Regions from separate parts of the Mus musculus genome. Here region 1 is linked to region 2. The links are chromatin contacts, called in public Hi-C maps. All regions are on one chromosome and are shown on one strand. Each heading gives the region's core, a stretch centred on a gene start, on an enhancer-like site or on the middle of the called end of the contact. The rest is flanking DNA. Distances are from core to core; before and after follow the strand shown. Region 1 overlaps Tmem200a (transmembrane protein 200A). Region 2 has its middle 33 kb from the start of Gm36543.

Evidence for each region. Hi-C and Micro-C count contacts between places; a contact is called where the count stands out from the background.
Region 1: a contact with region 2 is called in a Hi-C map of the N1E-115 cell line, with 4 times the contacts expected there. The contact joins two enhancer-like sites. A contact is called at or near these places in 2 of 15 datasets of contacts at CTCF or cohesin (both in the NIH/3T3 cell line), 4 of 484 Hi-C or Micro-C datasets (the N1E-115 cell line, cerebral cortex, forebrain and 1 more), 2 of 115 datasets of contacts at active chromatin or transcription factors (embryonic stem cells and regulatory T cells) and 1 of 9 other capture datasets (embryonic stem cells).

Annotation. Positions count from the first base shown.
Region 1 is chr10:26,033,553-26,036,489 of GRCm38.p6, reverse strand. The region is part of intron 2 of Tmem200a (transmembrane protein 200A); the gene reads left to right. Among named protein-coding and RNA genes, the nearest start is that of Gm9767, 43 kb to the left of the region's middle. Within about 2 kb of position 1,304, at least 24 of the 459 cell types and tissues checked have an H3K27ac peak or open chromatin away from gene starts, as enhancers often do. A contact at or near this core is called in the N1E-115 cell line, where this site is marked.
Region 2 is chr10:25,680,101-25,683,080 of GRCm38.p6, reverse strand. No RefSeq gene overlaps it. Among named protein-coding and RNA genes, the nearest start is that of Gm36543, 33 kb to the left of the region's middle. Within about 2 kb of position 1,635, at least 7 of the 459 cell types and tissues checked have an H3K27ac peak or open chromatin away from gene starts, as enhancers often do. A contact at or near this core is called in the N1E-115 cell line, where this site is marked.

The DNA.
Region 1 (2,937 bases), core at 55-2,554, 350 kb before region 2:
TGCTATTTTTAAAGGTATATACCTAGTGGAATTCTCAGTGGAATTGAGATTAAATAATTTTTCAACAGTGAATGCCATGGTTTGTAGGTCAGAAGTGACCAGCTATGCACAGAAGCAGTGTGTGCTGAGCAGGTGTTGTTTTATACCAGTCTGTGGGCCTCCAGTGCCACTGCACCTGTGTGGAAGGACCCAGGGGTTACGTGCAGCAGACGGCACTGCCTCCCATCACGTTGCCTCAGAAGGCTGTGCTTTGTCATTTTCTATATACAAACAGTGTTTAGACAGGGCTGCTGCTTAGAACAACGGTCTCAAAGAACAACAGTTCTTCCCTCAGGTGGGTTCTTTTTCAGAATTGTCATGTAAAACAGGGAAACAGTTTACAGCTTTTTTTTTTTTTTTTTTTTAAGGACTGAGATGACTTGACCATCTTTAGCTGAAACCCTAGTTTGTTTGTTTGTTTGTTTATTTACTTATTTTATCTGTTTATTTATTTTTATTTTTTATTACAACTTCTTCCAAGAGTTACGTGGGGTTTGGTCCAGGGAATATATTTCACTTTGTCCAGATGTCTGAGTCTATTTTTTAAAATTATACTTGATAACCCTGGGATGCCCTCAGTTGTCAGGACTTGCCTAGCATGCTTGTCTAGCGTGTATGAAGCCCAGTGCTCCACCCGCAACATCCACACACTTGTAATCCCAGCACTCTGCAGGTGGAAGGTCAAGGTCACTTTTGCCCTAAATATGGAAGCCATCCTGGGCTCTCAAGTCAACATCTCAAGCCACACTAACATCCACATGCACCAGTTATCCAGGAGACTCCCACCTGGCCTTCTGAGTGAGGACTCTTCTCCCTGTCTTAATCTGACAGGCTAGTACTACACATAGATCTTCATTAGATTAGAATAACAGGTGGCTTTCAATTCCCAGTGTTTATACACTGCTTTGCTATTGGTGTAAAATAGCAGCCATGCAGAACACCACCTATAATTAGTGATTCAATTAACTGTACTCGAATCTGTGTTCTCCTAACCACCATTAAGGTTTAAGATGGGTGTTCATTTCTCAGAAGCCCCAACCCAGATCCTGCCATTGACACTGAAAGCTGGAGACCATAGGAACTTTGCTCTAGGACTGATCAGAGCTGGTGAGCTGGTGTTTCACAACTGTCATATTGAAATTCCCTTCCGCTCCCACAGAAGGGAACACTAACTAACTTCTGCCAGTGGGATCCTGCCTGCCGGGAACTGGAAGGCAGCCCTGGAAATGCTCAACACATCAAGGATGAGGGAGCTTTCTCCTCTTCACTTCTGCTCTGGCAGAGGCTTGGGTAATGGCAGGGGCACCCGCCTCCGCACAGGCTGCTCTGGGAGGTGGGGGGATTCCTCCTCTATCTTCCAATTACCAGCTCTTCTCTATGTGGGAGGACATTTTCTGGCCAAGGATTCTCCTCTGGTCTTCCTGCCTGGCTGATAGCACCCTTGCTAATTTACATTTTTGGCAGCCTGCTTGTGTTTGTTAAGATGTGCAAAGGCTCATGCAAAGCACTGACGTGAAGATTGGCTTCTGAGAGGTCCAAGATGTTGGAAGCTCTCTGTTAGGAATAGAGGTTCCTACAGGAGGAGAAGAGGGGATGGTGCCTAGGCGGCACCTGCCTTTTCACAAAAAAGTCTCAAGGCCCTGGAGTGGTTCAGAGCATCCTAAACTGCTATGATGATAAACTTTCAGAGTTCATGTGATGCACTGTAATTTCCCAGCTGTGGGAATTTAGGAGAAATGATTAAATGATTTGCCCAAGGCCACAGAGCAGGCCAAGGCCAGAATCTTGGTCTATTTTGTGTAAGGTTCATATCTCTAAACACTTTGGAAGTAGTAGATACTTGAGTGTGTGTGTGTGTGTGTGTGTGTGTGTGTATGTGTGTGTTTATACACACACATATGCTACACATCATATATATCATATATATCATTTATATTTGGTATATGTATGATCTATATCATATACATATTATATATTTTGTATATATTATGTATGATATATATATGATATATATGATATATTGACTTTCTGCATATACAATGCAGAAACTCTTTTATGTACAATAAAAGAAATACAGATAAACTATGCAGCTATGCTGGTTGCACTTGTTCTAATTATCTCACCTAGGTTGCGCTGCCCAGAAAAGGGTCACTTGAGAAGCTGCCCCCTTTCCCGAGTGGTTAGAACCCTTAACGGAGATGTCAGCCAGCTAAAGCATGTCAAAATCAATCTGTAATTTCGAAGGCTGTGGAAAAGCGGTTCTGATCGCCTGCCGTGGACAGTCTGTTCCATTATACAGGCTGAAACATTAATAGCAGATTTGCAAAGGCAAACTCAGGAAGAGCAGATCTCACTATGGTTTCTTCAGAGAGAAAGATTACGCAAACAATCAATTTGAATGTAAGAGGCACTAAAAATATGCCATGTCCTGCTTGAGAACCTTCTGTAGTCAAGCAACCTTTTAAAACTTCTTATTAAGCCTGCTATTAGAAAGTGTTTGATTTTTCTAAAAATAAATAAAATGTAAAAAAAAAAAAGTGAAATTTCAACTGATAGCAATTGCTTTTGGTTGGCTGGTTCGATTGCAGAGGTGAAGAGGATAGAATAGGCTATGCCCATCTCCCTGTCTTGATTGCACCCAGGAAGGTAACAACAGCAGATGGAAACCTGATCTAATCAAAGGCAGACATTACATTTAATAGAAGTTTGAAGCACTGAGACAGTAGCGTTTTGACTTAAGACAATCATGGCATGACAGTGGTTCAAAAGAAGACAGAAACAGACATCCACCTTGTCAGGAAGACGTTAATGGCTAAGGCTTGGCACTTGAAAATTCCACCTTTCTGTCTGGAGCAAATACGAAGATAATGAGAAAGGACATTTGATATTGAAATAATC
Region 2 (2,980 bases), core at 386-2,885:
AAGAGAAAAGGACCTATAAACCATTCTCCAGCAAAGGGAACATGGTCTTTGAGGTTGTCATAGCACTGGGATCCCAGGTTGATTAGGTCCCTCTCAGGACTCTCTGTGCATGCCTCAGTGATAATAGCACAAATTTGTTAACTAGCTAAGAAGGCTCCACTTGTGGTTGGCAGCATCCAAAATAGAGTCCCATGATTCCCACTAGCACATCCCTTGTAACCAACAAATAACAGGAACAGCAAAGTAAAAAAGAGACACTAAAGCCATGTTGAGCAATTCATGTGTAGAGATATGTGCATGTGTACTGGGTGTCTCTCTCTATCACTACCCACCTAAGACTTTGAGAAAGGGCATCTCACCTCTTTTATAGGGCTCAGCTTGGAGAGTTAGCCACTCGTCCCTCAGGCTGTAATAGAGGGGGAAGGTCAGGCCAAGGGTCAAGTTCCTTTTCTAACAGTAAAGTGAAGAACACAACTGCCTCGTGAAACTGAGAATATTGCTGGAGATTGCTGCCCAGGGACTTCAGGCTAAAGCAGGAATTATCTGGCACTGCTAGACTCCAAAAGCATTAGCCTGGCACTGTTGGAGTCCCTGACCAAATGTGCCTGTGAATCTTTAAGAACAAGCTTCAACTTGAAATTTTGAAACAAGGAAAATTATGTGAGTGTCATTTTTTCCCATGTTAAAAGTACAGCAGCAAATGTTCTTTCTGATATTGGGGGTGGGGGTGGGGATGTTTAAAAGGCTTTTTCTTTTAAAAACCTTTCTTTTCAAGGAGTTAAAATTATTGAAGAGCTGGCTGGGCAGATGACTCAAATGGATAATGAGGATCCGAGTTCAGATCCTCAGAACCTATACAAAAGCCAGGCACCACAGCACACATGTATAATCCTAATGTTAGTCAGGCAAAGACAGAGGCAGCCCTGGGGCTTGGACCGCCAATCTAAACAAAAGAAGAAGCCACAGGATCAGCGAGAAGTCTTAAAAAAAAAAAAAAAAAAAGATGAGAAGCAACAGAGGAAGGCACTCACCAGCCATCAAGTTGGGTCGGAACCACATGCATACTTATCTGCATGCACAAATGTACATGCACACACACCATACGTACAAATGTCATGGAAGTAAACTTCCTTCCTATAAAGAATCATTTGGACACAAACCAAGTGCAGAGATGAAATCTCTGCCTTTGGAGACTGATGGTGGGTTCAAATCCCGGCTCTATCACTCTCGAGTCAGCTTCTCCATGTAAATTGACAGTGACGGATACTGTTCTAACTACAGTGTGGTAAGGATTTGAAAAATGAAAACTCACAAAAAAATGAACAATAGAAATATTTATATGCTAAACCGTGTGATGCATGTATCCAGGGCTCTGTAAACATCAGACATCACTTTTCAGTCTAGTTCCCCAAGGAACATACTTGAAAGCCATGGCAGTTGAGTTTAAATAGGTCAAGGATAAAAGAACTGAGAGACTTTTCCAGTTTACACTCACTCCTTGGACTACTGACCATCTTCATTTTAAATAAAAAGGGAAAAGAAGAAGAAGTACACAGTCGCAATACACCTTTATCAAAAGCGTGTCTGTTTATCTTTCTATTGCTCTTTGTAAGGGTTAAGGTTACTTTTTGGCGCCACCAAGTGGCCACACTTAACGGCACAGTGACACTTCCCCAGGTTTTGTTTTAACTGAAAGGATCTAGGAAGCCTTTTTAATAGACCTTTTCATACCCCTGAAAATGAGGGGAAGCACTCTGGGTTGAGCAAAACAGCGAACATTACCAGTGACTCTGTAGAAAACTGGCAAGAAGAAAGCTCTCCGTGAGGAAAAGCAAGGATGCAATGTGTACTTTTTTTTTTCCTGTTGCTTTGCTATGCTTTGCTTTGCCTTTTTTCCCCGTCTTGTGAGTCTTTTGCCTGCTTGTCTTGATTTTTGTTTCTCAGTCACTTGTTTGTTGTTGGTTTGTTCTTGTTTCTTGTGTGGTTTGGAGACAAAGAGAGAACACATTTACATGAAGTTGCATGGATGGTGGAAATTACCTGGGAGTAGTTGGAGGCGGGGAAATATGATCAAAGTACACTATTTGGAACATTTTTTAATTAAAAAATTAGAAACTTAAGGAAAATAGAAATATCAGCGAGGCCTCTGGACAGGAAGTGATCAGGGCCCAGAGCTGCCCTTGCTTCAGTGTGTGCGAAGCCCTTCACTCATTTCTAAGTTTTAAGAAATGTCAGTCAGCATGGTGACATGCTGCTATATCTATAGATCAGTGATGCACTCGACCCACATCGGAGAAGCTTCTGGGAGTAGATGGGAAGCAACACAGAGATCCATAGTAGGACAACGTGCTGACAGGCATCTTCATCAAATCTCTCTGCTCAGGTTCAGGGAGCTCTGGTGGAGAGGAAGAGGAAAGCCAGAGGTGATGGGGAATACCGAGGAGACAATGTCTTCCAACCACCACAGGACTGGTGCACATACGGACTCACGGAGACTGTGAAGCATGCAGCCGGCCTGCACAAGTCCATGCCAGTATGGGTCCCAGGGCTATAGGGGAGAAGTTGACAGAGAAGTCCCACACATAACAGGAAGTCATCTCCAATAGATCCATTTTTCCGATGGAATTTCACTTGGCTTATGAACCACACTCCAGGACAGGCCCCGGAAATGGTTGGCCAACATAAAACAAATTCAATGTGTACTTTTTTTTTTTCCTGTTGCTTTGCTTTGCTTTGCTTTGCCTTTTTTCCCCGTCTTGTGAGTCTTTTGCCTGCTTGTCTTGATTTTTGTTTCTCAGTCACTTGTTTGTTGTTGGTTTGTTCTTGTTTCTTGTGTGGTTTGGAGACAAAGAGAGAACACATTTACATGAAGTTGCATGGATGGTGGAAATTACCTGGGAGTAGTTGGAGGCGGGGAAATATGATCAAAGTACACTATTTGGAACATTTTTTAATTAAAAAATTAGAAACTTAAGGAAAA